Regions from separate parts of the Mus musculus genome. Here regions 1, 2, 4, 5, 6 and 7 are each linked to region 3. Evidence: chromatin contacts called from public Hi-C, Micro-C and targeted proximity ligation data. All regions are on one chromosome and are shown on one strand. The core of a region is the stretch at or near the end of the contact, and the rest is flanking DNA. Distances in the headings are between cores, read along the strand shown.

Evidence for each region. A called contact is a pair of places that touch in the nucleus more often than the background predicts.
Region 1: a Micro-C map of embryonic stem cells shows a contact between it and region 3, with 2.6 times the contacts expected there. A contact is called at or near these places in 14 of 39 promoter capture datasets (the 3T3-L1 cell line, 3T3-L1-derived adipocytes, HPC-7-derived erythroid cells and 7 more), 19 of 484 Hi-C or Micro-C datasets (the 3T3-L1 cell line, B cells, the Ba/F3 cell line and 10 more), 8 of 130 datasets of targeted methods (astrocytes, bone marrow-derived macrophages, embryonic forebrain and 3 more) and 1 of 9 other capture datasets (embryonic stem cells).
Region 2: a contact with region 3 is called in a targeted proximity ligation map of embryonic stem cells, with 6 times the contacts expected there. A contact is called at or near these places in 12 of 39 promoter capture datasets (the 3T3-L1 cell line, 3T3-L1-derived adipocytes, the C10 cell line and 8 more), 19 of 484 Hi-C or Micro-C datasets (B cells, the Ba/F3 cell line, the N1E-115 cell line and 9 more), 3 of 130 datasets of targeted methods (astrocytes and embryonic stem cells) and 1 of 9 other capture datasets (embryonic stem cells).
Region 4: a contact with region 3 is called in a Hi-C map of the N1E-115 cell line, with 16 times the contacts expected there. A contact is called at or near these places in 3 of 39 promoter capture datasets (the 3T3-L1 cell line and stem cell-derived epiblast-like cells), 2 of 484 Hi-C or Micro-C datasets (the N1E-115 cell line and cortical neurons), 1 of 130 datasets of targeted methods (embryonic stem cells) and 1 of 9 other capture datasets (embryonic stem cells).
Region 5: a targeted proximity ligation map of embryonic midbrain shows a contact between it and region 3, with 8 times the contacts expected there. A contact is called at or near these places in 3 of 39 promoter capture datasets (frontonasal cranial neural crest, hippocampal neurons and liver) and 1 of 130 datasets of targeted methods (embryonic midbrain).
Region 6: a targeted proximity ligation map of embryonic stem cells shows a contact between it and region 3, with 4 times the contacts expected there. A contact is called at or near these places in 2 of 39 promoter capture datasets (embryonic stem cells and stem cell-derived epiblast-like cells), 2 of 484 Hi-C or Micro-C datasets (both in embryonic stem cells) and 2 of 130 datasets of targeted methods (embryonic stem cells and forebrain).
Region 7: a targeted proximity ligation map of embryonic stem cells shows a contact between it and region 3, with 10 times the contacts expected there. A contact is called at or near these places in 3 of 39 promoter capture datasets (the 3T3-L1 cell line and hippocampal neurons) and 1 of 130 datasets of targeted methods (embryonic stem cells).

The regions. Positions count from the first base shown.
Region 1 is chr19:29,811,688-29,814,387 of GRCm38.p6, reverse strand. It overlaps Ranbp6 (RAN binding protein 6), which reads left to right and starts at 1,414. Exons shown (of 1, transcript NM_177721.4): 1 at 1,414-2,700. The coding sequence starts at 1,438.
Region 2 is chr19:29,830,126-29,832,825 of GRCm38.p6, reverse strand. No RefSeq gene overlaps it. Among named protein-coding and RNA genes, the nearest start is that of Ranbp6, 19 kb to the right of the region's middle.
Region 3 is chr19:30,548,082-30,550,781 of GRCm38.p6, reverse strand. Dkk1 (dickkopf WNT signaling pathway inhibitor 1) reads left to right here and starts at 1,286. Exons shown (of 4, transcript NM_010051.3): 1 at 1,286-1,648; 2 at 1,836-2,004. The coding sequence starts at 1,403.
Region 4 is chr19:29,978,060-29,980,759 of GRCm38.p6, reverse strand. No RefSeq gene overlaps it. Among named protein-coding and RNA genes, the nearest start is that of Gm26046, 6.7 kb to the left of the region's middle.
Region 5 is chr19:29,647,078-29,649,777 of GRCm38.p6, reverse strand. Ermp1 (endoplasmic reticulum metallopeptidase 1) reads left to right here and starts at 1,363. Exons shown (of 15, transcript NM_001081213.2): 1 at 1,363-1,742. The coding sequence starts at 1,423.
Region 6 is chr19:30,029,136-30,031,835 of GRCm38.p6, reverse strand. Uhrf2 (ubiquitin-like, containing PHD and RING finger domains 2) reads right to left here and starts at 1,323. Exons shown (of 16, transcript NM_144873.2): 1 at 905-1,323. The coding sequence starts at 1,057.
Region 7 is chr19:29,696,613-29,699,312 of GRCm38.p6, reverse strand. Mlana (melan-A) reads right to left here and starts at 1,372. Exons shown (of 5, transcript NM_029993.1): 1 at 1,350-1,372.

The DNA of each region.
Region 1 (2,700 bases), core at 165-2,664, 740 kb after region 3:
TCTAGTACAGTAATTTGGAAGCTGGTCCTAACATCTGTATTTTAAAATAAACACCCTAAATGGCCTTGAAATGGTTCACCAAATGAGAAACACTGTTCAGAGACTAGTTTCATATTACAAATTAATTTATGAGACCACCTATTTGGTCAGTCAACTTGTTAATGTGAAACTAGACTTTCTCCATTTTGTGTGTATATGCAGCAGAATTTCACAAGACTGAAATTCAGATTTCTTGGCAAAGTTTAAGACAGAACACAATAAATGAAGGTCTCTGATGACGTTGCAAAAGCAACAGCGGCTATAGGGGATGTTCTGTGGTGACAAAAGGTGCCACTGCCTTAAGACTAGGTAGAATTTAGACTCATCTGCTGTGAGCCTCAGCCTCTCTGGCTCTTCATTTCTTGGTTTAAAGTAGTGCTTTGTCTGCCTTTATCAGCCTTACAGAATTACCTAGGGCTGAAATGAGTGTGACAATGGCTGGCAGAGAGGAAGATCTGATCTCAGACTGTTACACCTTATAATTATGGTTTTAAATAACTCATCTGCCTACATTAAAAATACATAGCCTTGGGGAATTTGTTCTTAGGGTAATCTTTGCAGCTTCCTATTCATGGGTAATTAGGATTCTAATAACTGAACTGTCATATTACAGTTTAGAAACACATAAGGAAAATCTTGAGTAACAAAAATACAAAAGTAATGTATATAGAAGACCAGGATTCAAGAAGCTTCATTATCATTACTCCAGATCACCTCCCACCTTACTCATTTGTCTTTCCCACTCTGTTAGAATCCACAGGACAAGAGATTGGGATGTACGCCCGAGTTTGAACATCTCGGGTTCTACTTCTTTGGGTGTGGCAACGGGGAGGAAATCATTAACCTTTGATTGAGTTTATTTTGCAAGTAGTTTTATTATGGTTTTACTCACTATACCCAGTTAACAATTTAAATTGTATAATTCGGTAGTTCTTAGTAGAACGGCATGACATTGGGGGAACCATCATCACTATCAACTGCAGAACATTTTTACCAACCCTCAAAAAGAAATCCCCGGACAGCAGTTATACTCCATTCTTCCCTCCTCCCTCACTCCATAGCAGGTGCTAATTAAAGTTCGTCTAGAGGTGCTTATTCGAGGTCTTTTACAAACAATAACGGCATCATACAGTATGTAGACTTGCGGAGCGAATTTCTCCCCATCTCCTTCCAGCCTCTACAGGAGCACATCGGTCGGAGAACAGGACGATACCCCTAAAACGCACTCAGCTCCGTCCACCCTGTAAAACCCAGACCCCCGCCTGCCAGCTTCACCCCGCCGCAGCGGAGAGTGGGAGCAGCGCCCCGCCCATCCCCGGCGTCGCCTCACTGACGTCACCGCTCCCAGCCGCAGACTCCCTCCCTCCTTCCCGGTCGCGGTAGCTTTGACAGGACGCGATGGCGGCGGCCGGGTCTGCAGGGTTGCCGGCGACCGTGTCGGAAAAGCAGGAGTTTTACCAGCTTCTGAAGAACCTGATCAATCCAAGCTGCATGGTGCGGAGGCAAGCCGAGGAGGTCTATGAGAATATCCCAGGTCTGTGTAAGACTACATTTCTCTTAGACGCCGTCCGAAATAGAAGAGCAGGTTATGAGGTGAGACAAATGGCTGCCGCACTGCTACGACGGCTTTTGTCCTCAGGGTTTGAGGAGGTCTATCCAAATCTACCTCCTGAAGTGCAGAGGGATGTCAAGATTGAACTGATACTGGCCGTTAAGTTAGAAACACATGCTAGCATGAGGAAAAAGCTTTGTGATATTTTTGCGGTGCTGGCCAGGAATTTGATAGATGAGAGTGGCACTAACCATTGGCCAGAAGGTCTGAAATTCCTCATTGATTCGATTCACTCTAAAAATGTGGTTCTGTGGGAAGTTGCACTTCACGTTTTCTGGCACTTTCCTGGGATTTTTGGGAACCAGGATCGTCACGATTTGGATATCATCAAGAGGTTGTTGGACCAGTGTATTCAAGATCAGGAGCATCCAGCAATCAGGACATTATCTGCTAGAGCTGCAGCTACGTTCGTCCTTGCTAATGAAAACAATATTGCTCTTTTCAAAGACTTTGCGGATTTGCTTCCTGGGATCTTACAGGCTGTGAATGATTCCTGCTACCAGGATGATGATTCTGTGCTAGAATCCCTTGTTGAGATTGCAGATACTGTACCTAAGTACTTGGGTCCCTATCTAGAAGATACTCTGCAGTTGAGCCTGAAGTTGTGTGGAGACTCTAGGCTTAGTAACCTGCAACGCCAGCTGGCTCTGGAAGTAATAGTCACCTTATCTGAAACTGCAACTCCAATGTTGAAAAAGCATACGAATATTATTGCACAGGCTGTGCCTCATATATTAGCAATGATGGTTGATCTTCAAGATGATGATGACTGGGTAAATGCTGATGAAATGGAAGAAGATGACTTTGACAGCAATGCGGTTGCTGCTGAGAGTGCCCTAGACAGACTGGCTTGTGGACTTGGTGGGAAAGTTGTTTTGCCAATGACCAAGGAGCATATCATGCAGATGCTTCAGAGCCCTGACTGGAAATGTCGACACGCCGGATTAATGGCCTTATCAGCCATTGGAGAAGGTTGCCATCAGCAAATGGAACCAATTCTAGATGAAACAGTTAACTCGGTTTTACTTTTTCTTCAGGATCCTCATCCA
Region 2 (2,700 bases), core at 151-2,650, 720 kb after region 3:
CTGGAAAGAGAGGCCCACTGGACTTGCAAACTTTATATGCCCCAGTACAAGGGAACATCAGTGCCAAAAAGTGGGAATGGGTGGGTAGGGGAGTGGGGGTGGGTGGGTATGGGGAATTTGGGATAGCATTGGAAATGTAAATGAGGAAAATACCTAATAAAAATTTAAAAAAATAGACCCAGATTTAAAAGCATATCTCATGATTAAAAAAAAAAAAGAAGAAAAGAAAAAAAGAAAAGTGGGGCCCAACAATGGGGAAGCAGAGGCAGGCAGATCCTATGAATTTGCAAATAGCCTTGTCTGTATACCAGGTTCCAAACCAGTGAAGTGCTACATCTTGAGTCCCTATCTCAAACAAAACAGCAAAACCCAAACCAAAACAATCACAGAAAAACCTCTTCTATCTTTAAACTCTAATAAAATTGTCTTCAGACTTCGAAGAAGAAAAGGAAGAGAGAAAAAGAAAAGACGTGGGTAGTTTGCTATGAAAGAGGAGCATCCTTGAAACAAGGAGGTTTTATGTACAATCAAGGAAACGAGAGCGTAAGAGAGACTGTCAAGACAGTAAGAAACTGGAGAAACCAACTCAGTAGACTTAAGAATTGGCTTTGCCAAAACTGAAGGAGGGAACTCAAGTGAGCAGCCGCCATGATGGAAGAAACTGAGATGAAGACAATTCATTATCTGTACTTAAAGGATAGAAGAACCTTTAAGTTGACCTATTTGCAGTTCCAGAAGCTAAGAAAGCGCTTCGAGATAGACCGTTACCCTAAGGAGGAAACTGCAGGCCTTGGCTGAGGAACTCAAACTGTGGAAAGAAGTCATCAGATCCTGGTTCTTCACTCAGCGTCAAAGAGAGATGAGCCACAGACGGTTTTTGATGGGCTACAAGGGTTGGATAACGCGTTATCCAAATTATTCTATCCCTTTATGGTATTCATAGCTACCTGTGGCTATTTAAAGCCACGCAGAATATGAAGTGCTTTCCTCTTCCTCCACCTTCCTTCCTTCCTTGTCCATTCTCTCCCCTCTCCTCCTTCTCCCCCAAACTTTTCAGCTCCACCTTCCCTCCCACTGCCCAATCACTGGCTCTAGCCTTTATTTTACAAGTCAAGGTGGGGAGCAGGTTCAAGAAGTCACCTGTATCCGTGATTCACTCCTTATCCACAACCCCTCCTGGAAAAGCAGAATTAGCATCAAAATACAAACAGTACCAGGACTATCCACAATACTGTCATGCGATCCAGAAGTTCACAGATGGGGTAGATGTTGGGGTGTACCAACGTAAACGATCTGGGCCTGGGAGGGAGCTGTGTTGTTCAGCCCGCCAGCTCTCCTGTGCCTTCACCACCAAGGCCAGCTCTCCCACTTTGCCCGGGTAAGGAGTCGGGTCAGTTTTCTTGCTGTGACAGCTGGTGGGACTGACTCTCCCTCTCCAGCACTGTCCTGGCTAGGAGAGGGGCCTGAGAGGTTCTCTCCCGAGCACCACAGAAATTCTTACAGAAGCAAAGATTTCACTGAGGCTGGCTTACAGGTTCAGAGGTTTAGTCCATTATCATCACAGAAGGAAGCATGGCGGCACCCAGGCAGACATAGTCCTGGAGAAGGAAGGAAAATTTTACATTGAAAGCAGGAAGGAAACCTCCAACCAACGAGGCCACACCTACTCCAACAAGGCCACACCTACTTCAACAAAGCCACACCTACTCCAACAAAGCCACACCTACTCCACCAAGGCCATGCATCCTAATTGAGCCACTCCCTATGGACTATGGGGGCCATTTTCATTCAAAGCACCACAGTGGATAAAGGAGTTTGCAGCCAAGCTTGAGAGTTGAAGTTCAATACCAGGGACTCACAGGGTAGAAGTAAATGAGAGACTAACTCTCAAAAGACTCCCTCTGGCTACATGCCCACTGTGGCGTACATGTTCATATGTGTACTCATGCATGTACACACACTTAGAATTTTAAAATGCTTTGAGGAGCCATGGAGAAAGTTCAGCATCTGGTCAAGGCACTTGCCAGAGTGCCTGACGGCCTGGGTTTGATTCCTGAGACCAAATGGTAAAAGGCGAGAACTGAGTTCTGACCTCCATCTAAGCTCTGCGGCATGAGCACATATGTCCACACACCTGAAACACACACAAATACGGTCAATGTAATTTTTAAATTAAATTTGAAAATCCGTCTATTACTTACATGTAAGGTTGATGGAGGTATCTCTACCTCCCACCACACCCCCACCACAACTCTACCTCATACTCTAGTAGCTGCTGTGGCCTCCTTCAGATTTCTAGGGTCCAGGCTGACAAGAGAACACTTACTGGATGGACATTTTCTGTTTGGTGATGGAATGGCAGTACAGTGCAGGCTTCACTCTACTTATGTATTTCCAATTCCTTCTCCAGCAAAGGAAGTCTCGTTGGTTGAATCCACAGTTAGTATGAAACTACCTGCCTCACCAGCCGTGGTAGTGCATGCCTTCAATCTCAGCACTCATGAGGCAGATGGGCAGATCTCTGTGAGTTCAAAGCCAGCCTGATCTGTGTAGTGATCTGTGTAGCTCAGGGCTGCACGGTGAGACCTTGTTTCAAAACAAAACAAAATGTAAAAACCCCAAACCACAAAACAGAGCAAACAAAACTATCTACTTTCAGAGTAGTGGGGGGGGGGGGGTTGTTTTGTTTTAGAGGTGAAT
Region 3 (2,700 bases), core at 37-2,536:
ATAAAAGTCATTATTACATACATTACCGCTAATTTATAAGCACGGCATTCTTATGTCCATGTTGTTTCTTATTTTACACACTGGGCGAAACCCCTTCAAATTCATTCTCTGATTTAGGTTCAGCACTTCTTTTCCAGGAGGTCCTCTGTTATCTCCCTAGAGGGTTATTCCTCCTGTCCTGTCCTGTCCTGGACGAGGTTTGATTTGGGATCAAAAGCAAGCCCTCTCCTGCTCAGCGATATGAAACACTAATGAGAAAGCCGGGAGCTAAGCCTTCGGGTTTCTTATCTTCTTCTATTAACCCACCGCTGGGAACAGGGAACCAGGGAAAGAGGACTGACCAGGCTCAGGGACCCTGTCCGCTCTGGCTCAGAGCCACTTTGATCTCATGTGTCTGCTTAATCAAGTTCATCTACTGCTGGGATTGACCAGATTCAAAGAACCACATTAAATAGTTTGATTATCGGGTGCCTATTTCCCTCTCCCCTCCATCCCTGATTTAATTTCCAAACGGCAGTCTCTCGCCTCCACCCCCAACCCCCCCAAACTCACCATCAAAAGCGAATTAGTTCTTCCCTTGGCATCCTCATTTGATGTGCAAATTTTCTTGTCTTTGCACATTTTTTTTTCTCCTGGTGTGTGTAGGGTTGGGTGGGGGGAGGGAGGGAGTGGGAAGTGGGGAAGCAACTAGACAAACTTAAAAGACAAGAACCTCATTTGCAAATCGCAACGCTAAAGGGTTAATCAGCAACTATAGGAGCCACCTGGGCTTTTCACAAAACCTTTGATGAATGGCTGCTCGCATTGTATTTAATACTGAATATTATTTGCGTGCGCAGAAAGCGAGGGTACTCATATGGGGAAGAGAAGAAACGTGGTTTTGTATATTCTATCACTTTTAACTCTGACAAGGATTTCAGACAGAACTAACCCAGCCCCACAGCAGAACACTCAAGCTCACAGAGTGCACCCTCCCGCCATTTATTTATTTATTTATTTATTTATTTATAAGTTTGGGCTAGGCTCTAATGCTCTAGTGCTCTAGTGACCCACACTCTAAGGTGAGCTGGACAAGGGGACCACAGTGCAAGGGAGGGGCGAGGGGAGAGTGTCAAAGTCCTCCCTGCTTCCGACACACAAACACTCCCCCTCCCAGCTCCTCCCAAAGCTTTGAAATCCCATCCCGGCTTTGTTGTCTTCCCTGAGGAGCTGGGAGGGCTGGGAGCCTGAGTATAAAGGCAGCCAGAGGTGGCGGTGGCGGTGCAGAGCTGTGCGCCTGGCAGCCAGAGACTCCACCAGCGGAGGTCCCGAAGTTGAGGTTCCGCAGTCCAGACTCTGCAGCCAGCCGCCGTGCAAAGTGACCTCTCTTTTCCTGACCTTTGCCTGTTTGCGTCCTTCGGAGATGATGGTTGTGTGTGCAGCGGCAGCTGTCCGGTTCTTGGCCGTGTTTACAATGATGGCTCTCTGCAGCCTCCCTCTGCTAGGAGCCAGTGCCACCTTGAACTCAGTTCTCATCAATTCCAACGCGATCAAGAACCTGCCCCCACCGCTGGGTGGTGCTGGGGGGCAGCCGGGCTCTGCTGTCAGTGTGGCGCCGGGAGTTCTCTATGAGGGCGGGAACAAGTACCAGACTCTTGACAACTACCAGGTAAGAGGGGTGCTGTGATCCCGACGGGGGTCTCAGAAAGATCTAGGTGTGTGAGATTTGGGGTGTGTTTGGAATCACTGCATTAAGAGCAGCGCGCTTAAGGGGCTTTTGAAGAGGCAGATGGGGACCTTGAAGGTGTGGGTACCAGGATGCTTGAGTTGCTCACCAGTCCGCTCCCTTCCCACAGCCCTACCCTTGCGCTGAAGATGAGGAGTGCGGCTCTGACGAGTACTGCTCCAGCCCCAGCCGCGGGGCAGCCGGCGTCGGAGGTGTACAGATCTGTCTGGCTTGCCGAAAGCGCAGGAAGCGCTGCATGAGGCACGCTATGTGCTGCCCCGGGAACTACTGCAAAAATGGTGAGTCTTGGACTCCTTTTTAAATTAGAACCACCTTGCCTTTGAGGACCCAGGAATCAAATGAAATGCTCTGGTTCTGTCAAAGCTAAGGTGGCGCCACCTGCAAACGCGTGCTCATGCAAGGGTTCTCCTGACACATCGTCACTGGCTTGTGTTTGAGCACTTGAAAGTTTATCTTTCCTTGCCTCCCTCTGTGATCTAACAACAAGACCTGAAAGTGGACCCTTCCATCAAACAATTATCTTCAGGGAGCCTTGGGGCACTTGAGAAAGGGGGAGAGGTCGTTCTGAAAGGGGAGCCAGACGTTTTTTTCTTAAGGTGGACTCTGCGTGGCTTTGCCAGTCTCTCTTTCCTCTAAGGCTATTACAACTGTTGTCAACGGGGAGCTAGAATGATTAATCTCTGCTGGCCAGCTTTTAAAAGAGATCTCTGTACCGCTTACACCCCTAGCTCTCCATCCCTTCTCCCCTTTCCCTCCACCCTCAACTACCTTCAAAGAAGTACTGCCCCCACACACACACACACACAACCACAGATCCACAAAATGTTAATGTCTCAAAGAAGTCTCCAGAAATAAACTTGAGGGGTGGCTAACTTCCTAGGTTACAGCAGCATTCCAGAGTCAACTCACTAAAATCTCCGTAATATCAAAATTATACAGTAAAGTAACTAGCGGGTGAGATCGCAGTCTTCCAG
Region 4 (2,700 bases), core at 195-2,694, 570 kb after region 3:
AGTCTAAGGCCAGCCTGGGCAACAACATTCTGAACATGAAAAATACTACTCGAACTTTAGGATCTGTAAAAAACACCTAGGATGCTTGAGGACCCCGCAGCTTGAGGGGCTGTGTTCCGATTTGTTAGTCCTAGCAGTGGGGGAGGTTGAAGAATGCACTTTAAGGGGCATTCCAGGTGCGTCTGATTGAGTTGGCCCTGTGTTTTGGGTAATAATAAAAACACGTCCCTGCCTTTGCCCAGAACGGTGGCAGGCGCTCTGGCTCCTCCTTGCTTAGCTCTGAGATAGGGTGACACAAGGCCCACTCCCATCACTGGATCACTCTCGGCATCTCTTTTGTTCCTCTCGGTTTATAATTTTGCCTGGGATTACAGGCCTGAAACTGTTGCCCACGCTCTCTGGCTCCTCTCAGCTTCACTTCACCAAGCTGCCATAACCATCCCATTCTCTCTCTCTCTCTCTCTTCCTCTCTCTCTCTCTCTCCCTCTCTCTCTCTCTCTCTCTCTCTCCCTCCCTCCCCCCCTCCTTCTCTCTCTTTATCTCTCTCTCCACACCTTTGCTCCAAGGATGAAAAACACTCAGATAACTTTATTATTTTAGAAATTGTCAGCTAGCACAAATTGCTAGGCACAGAATCTCCTGCCTTAAACTTTTCAGCTCGCCTGTACCAGCTTGCCTCTGCTGACTTCCTTGGCTACCTGCAGCGGCCGCTGGTTCTAACTTCCTGGAGTTACTACATGACTGTTTCATTCTTCTCCGTCCAAGGCCTAGCTGTAAAGCCCTTCTCTTTCCCTGTGTCTCTTTTTCCTCCAGGGACCCGGAAGTCCCTCCTGTCCCTTCTGCCAGCAACTGGCTCCTGGCCTCCTTTATTGACCAAATCAAGAACCAATTAGGGAGCCAGACTTCAGTATCAGCACCTCCCCCTACAGCCCTACACACTGTTTTGAGAAACATTGAATTTCCAGATGGGCAATCACCTCTGGACAAGTAAAAGAAAACAGGCAAATATTACCATCTGTTCAACTGCAGCCTTTTTCGTTTTAGAAGAGAAAAGTAAAAGATAGCATCCACCCATCAGCAAACGGTCTGCCAGCCGTCTCTCTGTAAATCTGGCAAATGCAAATTGGCATCACTCACATTTCACACAATCCTGGGATTGTAGAACTGTAGCCTGAGAGCATTTGTTTACTCCCTTATTTCTATAGATCCTATGGAAATGAGCACATTTACATGGGGTCCCAAGAAGCACACATGCACACTCATACATACATTTTACCGAAGCAAAGGTTTCATCAGAACTTGTAATATACCGATTTTGTTGTTATAATCAGATATTTCAAAGTCTAAAAACAACCCATGGCACTAGGATTAGTGTGCTAAGCCTGTTGCTTCAGAAACACTAACGTGATGTAGCTGTTTCACTTCACAAATGTTCACAAGCTAAGAGCAGGAACAGGAAGGACTCATCTCAAAATCATGTGGCTAGGAACAGGGCACCTCAAAGCTAGCACTCAGACATTAGACTTTTAATTCAATGGTATATCCACTATGATCCACTATATAGCAAAGTGTTTTATAGATCCTGGCCAGTTTTGTTTTGTTTTGTCTTGGTTGAATAGAGGGATCTATTTCTATTGACTAGATTGCTTAGTTAAAATATATTGAAGGGCACATGTCTTTTCCCTAAACACTCCACTGGGTGGCAGTGTAAACTCTTCTCATACTGAGTCACTCCAGTTTATCTGAGATAAATCCGTATTTATAATCTGTATCTGCACCCCTGGCCTGTAACTATCCAAACTGGTATTCCAGTTATTCCCACCCTGGAGAAACTATTATGTGGTAGTTGCTTTTAGTGGAGTAGATCTAAATAGATGGCTAAATACAATTATCGTAACTTGGTCATTTTCAAAAGAAGTAATCAGATTTGTAAAATACACAATTTGAAAAATGGGATACGGAATTAATCAGAGAGTTCTCAAAAGATGAAACATGCATAGCAGAGAGACACTTAAAGCAATGTTCAAATCCGTAGTCAGGGAAATGCAAATGCAAAGAACTCTGAGATTCCATCTCCAACCTGTCAGAATGGCTAAGATCAATAACACAAACGACAGCTCATGCTGGAGAGGTGTGAGGAAGGGGGAACACTTGGTGGTGGGAGCACAAACTTGTACAGCCCTGTGGTGATCAGCGTGGCAGGCCCTTGGAAAGCTGGGAATAGATCTACTCGGGCATATACCCAAAGGACTCTACATCCTGCTACAGAGATGCTTGTCCATCCATGTGTTTTTGCTAGTTTAGCCAGAAACAGGAAACAACCTAGATGCCCGTCAACTGATGACATACGGAGGTTGGGATGAGTGATGGATAATGAACATGTGGTCCATTTACAAAACGGAATATTACTCAGCTGTTTAAAAAAAAATTACGAAATTTGCAGGTGGCCAGATGGAGTTGTGGAAAAAGAATCATCCTGAGTGAGGTGAACTGAGACCTAAAGAGACACATGCTGCAGGTTTTCTCTTATATGTGGATGTAGGCTTGGCAGCCTTTGATATGCATGCTAGGGTGTACAGTAGCACAGAAGTTAGATATTTACTAAGGAACTGGTGGGGGTGGGGGAGAAGAGGATCTTTCAAGGAAGGAAAAAGTTGTGAAAAGACAGGATAGGAGCTGGAGTGTGAGGATTAAATGGGG
Region 5 (2,700 bases), core at 114-2,613, 900 kb after region 3:
AATTGTGTTTATATGATGTGTTTGCAAGTGTGTTTGTATGAATTGTGTGTTTGTATTTGAACACTCGTGTGTGCTTAGGTCAGTAGACACCTTGTGGGAGCTGGTGTTCTCCTTCCACCATGGGCCTAGTAGGGAAATGAAAGGTTGTCAGGCCTTGGGGGAAATCAGGGATGGACACATTTATCTTCTGATCCATCTTGTTAGTTCAAGAATATCTCTTCGGGAGCTAGAGAAAGTACCCAAGGAGCTGAAGGGGTCTGCAACCCTATAGAAGGATCAACAATATGAACTAACCAGTACACCCCAGAACTGTGTCTTTAGTTGCAGATGTAGCAGAGGATGGCCTAGTTGGCCATCATTGGGAGGAGAGGCCGTTGGTCTTGCAAAGATCATATGCCCCAGTACAGGGGAATGTCAGGGCCACGAAGCAGGAGTGAGTGGGTTGTGGAACAGGGCAGGAGGAGGGTATAGGGGACTTTCGGGATAGCATTTGAAATGTAAATGAGGAAAATATCTAATAAAAAATGAAATATCTAATAAAAAAGAATATTTCTTCGGAACCTTTGTTTTTAGAGTGCCCTGTGTGTCCGCGGAACAGAGCAGAAGGCTGTCTTGGGATCCCATTTGTCCTTCATTTGCTGTCTTTATGTTCTTCAATATTAAATAGGAATGAAAATATTTTCTTTTCAAAGTCTGTACTTAGCACACTGCTTGACTCAGCAGCTATTCATTAAATTATAGGTATTGTTATCTGTTAAATGAAAACAGCACTAGCCCTGGTAATTGGGGTTCTGTGTCTCCCTACTTCCTTCCCTGCCTCCTCTAGCTGCTCACCTTTGTAGCCCTGGTTGGCCTGGAACTCTCTACGTAGACCAGGCAGGCCTCTAATTTGTGTAAATCCTGAGTGCTGGGATTACAAATGCTTTTTTTTTTTTTTCCAAAAAAATTTTTTTTAAAAGACAGGATCTTTGTTATGTATTCCACTCTAGGCACAAAATAGGGATCCTCCTGTGGCCATCCTTCCTAGTGCCAGGATTACACCTTTGTCCAGTCCTGGTTGTGAAGTCTTACTTATTGATTTGGTAGGCAGAATCCTCCTTTTCCCAGTATTCATCAGCCCAGCGCAGGATAAATGCCTCGTGTATTCTGTTAAAGCGGCCTTGCACTTCTCTCTTGCTTAGGGCTGCTCATTTCTAGGTTTATGGGTGTTTTTCCCTTTGACAGTCTGCTGGCACCAGGCTGGGTGTCAGCCTGTGCCACCAAAGATCTCAGACTCAGGCACCAGGGAACAGCGAGGCGGACCAGCCAATCAGAAGAAATTTGGCCCTCTGCAGTTTCCGTCCGCTCACTAGGAGGCGCTGCGGAGGCCGCGGTGGCCCGGACTGTCGCAGGCTGGGGCGGTTGGTGGTGGCAGTTGCCGCCATGGAGTGGAGCTCGGAGTCAGCGGCTGTGCGGCGGCACCGCGGCACCGCGGAGCGTCGGGAGGGAGAGGCGGCCGCGTCGCACCGGCAGAGAGAGGCCTCAGCGCAGGAGGATGCGAAGGGCGTCGGGAGGATGTGGGGGAAGACGGAGAACGGCGGCGGGAGCCGGGTTGCGAAGACCGCGCTGTCCGAGGCGCGCACGGCGCTGGCGCTCGCACTCTACCTGCTCGCGCTGCGGGCGCTCGTGCAGCTCTCGCTGCAGCGGCTGGTGCTGAGCCGGACCTCGGGGCTCCAGGGCGAGTTCGACGCGCGCCAAGCCAGGTACGGCCGATCGGCCCGGCCGCGAGTCCTCTGCGGCCCCGGGGTGGGGGAGCGCCTGGTGGGTGAGTCCCGCGCGGGTGAGCCCGGCGCCACTGTGCCCCAGGCGGAGGAGGCCGGCGCTGCTGTATGCAGAGTCCCGGGGTCCTTGGGCGCACCTCGGTGGGAAGTGGGATGATCCTGCGCGTCCTCCGGGGGTCTGAATTGCGGGTACTCCGGGCTTCCTCGGCTCCCTCTTTCGCTTTCTTGGGGTGGCCAGATCGATTGAGTCTGCTTTCTCATCCACTCTCTTCCTCCTGCAGATGATTGGTTGTTCACACGCTTCATCATTCTCCTCTCTTTCTCGAGCAACTTCCACTTTTTACTTTGGTTAGTTCTCTGCATTTAAAATGAGATGGAGAGTGAGGTTTTTGTGCCAGGGCTGCATTACCAAGTCTTTCTGGGATGGTGTGGGAGAGGAGTAATGTAGTGCGTGCTAACCTTTCTAAGCACCACAGCCCTCATATCTGAAAGCTGTGGAAGGAGACTCAGAGTACATCCAGACAGAATTATGCCTGTAATTTCTGAAGGTCGCAGATGGTCTATGGCTCTTCTGTACTACGGATTGTATAGGGTTCAACATTTTTTATTTTATTTTATTTTTTATTTTTTTTAAATATTTATTTATTTATTATATGTAAGTACACTGCAGCTGTCTTCAGACACACCAGTCAGATCTCCTTAAGGATGGTTGTGAGCCACCATGTGGTTGCTGGGACTTGAACTCAGGACCTTCAGAAGAGCAGTCGGGTGCTCTTACCCACTGAGCCATCTCACCAGCCCCATTTTTTATTTTTTTTATTCTATTTATTTACTTGTTTATTTTTCGAGATAAGGTTTCTCTGTGTAGCCCTGGCTGGAACTCCCTCTGTAGACCAGGCTGGCCTCTAACTCACAGAAATCCTTCTGCCTTTATCTCCCA
Region 6 (2,700 bases), core at 74-2,573, 520 kb after region 3:
ACTGCAGGATGCCAACTTTTTTAGTGGACTAAAGACAAAGGCAAGAAAAACAATGTGGGTCTGGGTGTCTAATCATAAGACTCTGAGACTTACTGGATAGGAAACGTCTTAGCCTCATCAGGCAGAGCCTTACTTAAAATTAACGGAGATGCCCACAAGCACCCTTGTGGCCCAACACAACTTTCTGGCTTTTTTTGAATTACTGCTGATTATGCTGAAAGGTTTGAGTTGAAAGCCCGAACTTAGGGGACACACAAAGATGAGAGGTAAAGTTTATGGGGAAATAATCTGTCCGTATATTCAACAGACTTAAACCCGACTTCAGGTTACAAACATCGTTCCTTAAATTAGAGGTCTCTGATCTTTTACAGAACAAATCCCCAGTCTGAGACTGACGACAAGGAAGGAGGGGCACGCATTCTACCACCGTTCCGATGTTCAGTGTTCAAATCCTTCTAGTGAGGAAACAGGGATAAGGTGCTTCCCTTTCCACGTCGCATCTAGGAGCCGGGGGCACGGAAAAGAAGCAAGTCCTTAGAGGAGTCGGAGACGGCGCTGCGAATAAAGCCAGCTCGTCCCTCCCGCGCCCCGGCATGGCTGCCGGAGCCTGTTGCCTTTCCAGGCTCCGATCCCCCCCCCCCCCAAAGGCGGGAAGAGGATCCCCCAGGACCCTCGGAGGCTATGTCCGTGGCCGCTGCCAGCGACAACACCGCGTCCCGCACCTTCCGACCCGCTAGGCGCGCTTGGGGGGAGGGGGGGGGCAGCCGCAGGCCCGAGCTCCAGGCCCCGCATCCCGCGCCCCGCCAGCGGCCCATCCCGAGCACAGCGGGGCGCAGCCCTGGACACCCAGCCTCGTCCCGGGGCGCCGGCTGCTCGCGCCCGGGCTCCCCGCGGGGCGCCTCACCTGCTTGCCCCGGTAGAACAGGCGCTGGCACTCGGGCCTTACATCGAAGAGCGCCCAGACCCGCTCGCGCAGCTCCTCGATGGTGGCTTTGCGAGAAACGTCCTCGATGGTGCGCGTCTGGGAGCCGTCGATGGTGCGGACCTGGATCCACATCGCGGCGGCACGGGGACAGGGGACCAAGCCCCTTTGTCTGGCCCTGCGCTCGGGCCGCCGCGCCGCGCCCCGCCCGGTCCCCGCCGCCTCCCCGGGAGGATCCGGTTCTCTGCGGCGGCGACTCGGCGAACGCGGGTGCGGGCGAGGACTGACGCTCTTAGACCGCGCGACCGCCCGCCCGCCCCTCCTCGGTGGAAGGAAACCGGAACCCGCCCGAGGTGCGAGCGCAGCCCGCGCCTCACAAATAGGAAGGAGCCATGGCTCGGCGGCGCGCACTGTTTACTTATAGAGATGCAGCTCCCACATGGAGGTCACGGCGCCAACCCGGATCTCGCGAGATCCACGCGGGGCTCCGCCCCACGCACAGCCTGGGGGGCGCTAATATGGGAGGGGGCGGGGCCTCCAGAGCCGTTACTCGGAGGAGGGCGGGGTTGGGCAGGCTCGCCGAGGCCAGCTCGCCCTGTGCCCTCGTTGTCGTTGGTCACCTCGCAGTCTCCTGAGGCCTAGACTCCATGGTCTCAAAAACGCACGAACAATAGCTAGCCGTGCTGCGCGCTGGCGTGAGCAAGAAATGGGGATGCAGCCTACGTTCCCGAGACTTCACACCAGGGTGTGCGCCCGCCACGCGGCCTCTCCCGGGGCGCGTCGGCTTGATGGACGTGCTTCCCGCCGAGGAAACCCGCTTCCGGGAGGCCCCAGGGCAGAGGCCTCGCACCCACGTTTCCCGACCGGAGAGCCGGAGCGGGAGCTGGACCTGACCGAGTGGGCCTTCTGCGCTAAGGGCGCCTTTAGCCGCAGGGATCCTGGCTTTGCAGGACTGTACACCTCCGATCCAAAAATCCGGAGATCCCAGGGCGGGATACGGCCCCCACACTCAGGGGACCCATCCAAAAATGGAAGACTTAAGAGAGAAAGCAAAGCAAACGCATTATCTTACATTCACCGGTATCCGTAATGTCAGTACTAATCATTCCCATGAGGATAAGAGGCACAACTTTGTAACAACCAAATTGATTAGTCAAGATGGCCTAAATGGAAATACAGGAAGAGTGAAATGTGCGTCAGCTCGAGATATGAATATATATATATATACCTAGAGCCTCTAAGTTACCTCGACAGCTTCCTAGTTAACTAAAACATTTAGTTGATAAGGCAACAGATACATCTGAGAACATCTAATCTGACCCATGAAGGGATCAACTATTTGTTGTTACAAGGATATGCTAGGGTCTCGGGCTGTTATTCGTGGTGCACTGCCAACGGTGTGCTGCAGTCTGAAGCCTTGAGTCTTGGGCTCACGGGTTGGGACGCGCGAGAATTGCAGTCTTTCTGTTTAACTGTGATCTTGAACAAACTGCTTCAATTTCCTCCAGGTAAAATAGTGCTCATAAACACCGAGGGAATGTTAGCTTCCTTGCCACTCCCTTAGTAGCACACAAGAAGGTATTTTAGAGCTTTTGTTATTAAGAGAATTTAGATAAACTGGGAATATTCAAAGAAGATAGGGTGCTTAAGCAAAGACTGGGAGTGCATTTTCACACATCAGAAGACACTACACTTCTGAGAGAGGTTGACTAAATAATGAAGGGCAAGTGTGAACATTAGCATTCAAAGACTTTTGTAGGCCTCCCGGGGAAACCTGG
Region 7 (2,700 bases), core at 123-2,622, 850 kb after region 3:
AACAAAAACAAAAACAAAACAACACACGCGCATGTCACACACACATACACACACACACACACACACACACACAGAGAGAGAGAGAGAGAGAGAGAGAGAAGCCAAAAAATGCCTTATTTTTTTCCAAAATTACCACTGTTATCAATCACACACAGAGAAAGAGAAAGAGAGAGAGAGAGAGAGAGAGAGAGAGAGAGAGAGAGAGAGAGAGAGAGAGAGAGGCCAAAAATATATGCCTTATTTTTCCCCAAATTACCACTGTTATCAATCTCTGGGAGAGCAGAAGTTTGCAGTGTTTAATGAGAAGTGTCTCCCAGAGCATCCCAGCCCAAGCCTGGCCAGATGTATAGACCACATCTTCCAAAGCCACTTTTGCACAAGGGACCCTGTTCTTGTTGGCCAAGTACACATCACCCAAGACAGACTGAGGATACCGGGGCCTCCTTTCGTCTAGTAGCTTCTTCCCCCTCCAATTCAGTTTCTGTTTCTGTCTATCCGGGTCTCACGGCAAGGAATTAAAAGCTATTTTTATAGACAGAGTTTCACTGCACTGCTCTGGCTGTCTTAGAATGAAATATGTAGACTAGGCTGGCCTTAAATTTGTATAGATCTGTGTGCCCCTGCTTTCCAAGTCCTGGAATTAATTAAAGGTATGTGCCACTATACGCAAACCAAACACCCAAAATGTGGATAAATGAATAATAACAAGAATCTCATGGACTACAGTGACCATAACTACTGTGAGCTCAATAAAAGACAATAACAGAAGCTTCATCTCTTGTCATTATGGTCAGGTTTTTGCCTTTTTAAAAAAATTACTGCTATTATAAATGTTAAGGGTCAACCCCCACGGAATTTCATTAATTAGCTCCAATTTGAAGAACATGGATAATGGGAGGGCAAAATCAGGATTTCCTTGAGCCCAGAAGGTGACTCCTTTCCACAGGGACATTTTGCATGTAATTTGCCCTTCCCAGGTGTAAGAAGGAAACTACACTTGAACTCAGAGATCACCTCCGATGGGGAGTGTAAGGTGAGCCCTACGTTGGCAGACAAGAGACTCAATTAACTCTGCATTAATTGTCTCTGTGGGTGTCTACCTCAAGCTCAGAGAATCTGCAAACAGTTACAGGATAAGTGGACCTCACCCCAGTGAAGCCAACGGAAGTCCCTTTGGGTGACAGACTAAATGGAGTGCACAGGGGTTCCTGCCACCATCACCCCACACGTTGATATTCTTGGCAATCTTGGAGGAATGAGGAAGAGTCTAAGAGACTCCAAAGGTGAGACCAAGCCTTGTTCTGGAAAAACAGGACAGTGTACAGTTAACAAGAAGTCGGTGTTCTTACCTTCCCCGAGGAACACTTCTCCCTGCTGTCTGGCTCTGTATGTGAAGACGGCTTCTCTGGCTGTTAATCTTAAAAAAAAAAATTATTTTTTTTTCCGTACTTGATCTTGAGTCTCATGATAGTCATGAGTTTTGGATTCCTAATGGGTGTCTGTGATTGCTTATTTGGCATGAAAGAAACCAACTTCATTCTACCCTTTAAAAAAAAAAAAGGAAGGAAGGAAGGAAGGAAGGAAGGAAAAGAACAGAGCCCTTGATGGCTTGTGCTTTCCCCAAAACCAACACTTTGCCCCAGGCAAGCCATTCCTCTTTAAGTTGCCAGGTAAATTACAGGATATCCAGTTAAACTTACATTTCAGATAAACAAGTATTTTTATCATGTGTCTAATGTAATACTTCTACTAGAAAAATTCCTCTGGCTGTGGAATGCTCAGCTCTAAGTGCAACTTGAGTGTCACATGTCACATATCACACCTCCCCCATGCCAGGCTCTGGGCTCTTTCAGGAAGAGGAGGTTGTAGTAGTCAAAGGGGGTGGCTGCCTTCAAGGAGACACAGCAGGGCGGTTGCACATAGAAACTCACAGCAGTTGGGACAGCATGCTCAAGACCTACTTAAAATCAAAAAAGACACAGCCCCTCCCCCAGCCGTGGAGCTGTTTGATAGATGCTAGAAGAGAGAGTGAGTTTTCTTTGGTGGTGTGACCACATTCCAGGACAGGCCCCACTCCTGAGAGTAGTTTGGCAACACAAACTGTACTTCAGGAGTGAAGGAGAAGAGAAAGAGGAGGATGGAAGAGGAGGAAAGTGAGGAGGAGGGGGAAGATGAAGAGGAGGGGGAAGATGAGGAGGAGGGGGAAGATGAGGAGGAGGGGAGGAAGGGGAAGATAAGGAGGAAGGGAAAGAGAAGGAGGAGGGGGAAGATAAGGAGTAGGGGGAAGATAAGGAGGAGGGGGAAGGTGAGGAGGAGGGGGAAGATGAGGAGGAGGGGGAAGATGAGGAGGAGGGGGAAGATGAGGAGGAGGGGAGAAAGGGGAAGATAAGGAGGAAGGGAAAGATAAGGAGGAGGGGAAGATAAGGAGTAGGGGGAAGATGAGGAGGAGGGGGAAGATGAGGAGGAGGGGGAAGATGAGGAGGAGGGGGAAGATGAGGAGGAGGAGATAGATGAGGAGGAGGAGAAAGATGAGGAGGAGAACTCCAAGTTGGGTGGGTAGAGACTAAAGAGGGTAAGCTCTTGAAAGTAGAGAAGGGATGTGACAAAAAAAAAATACATGGTGTGAAATTCTCAAATTTTAAATAAAATTTTATTTTAAAAGGTCTCAAAACATTTTTTTAAAAAGTCTCAGATATTGTT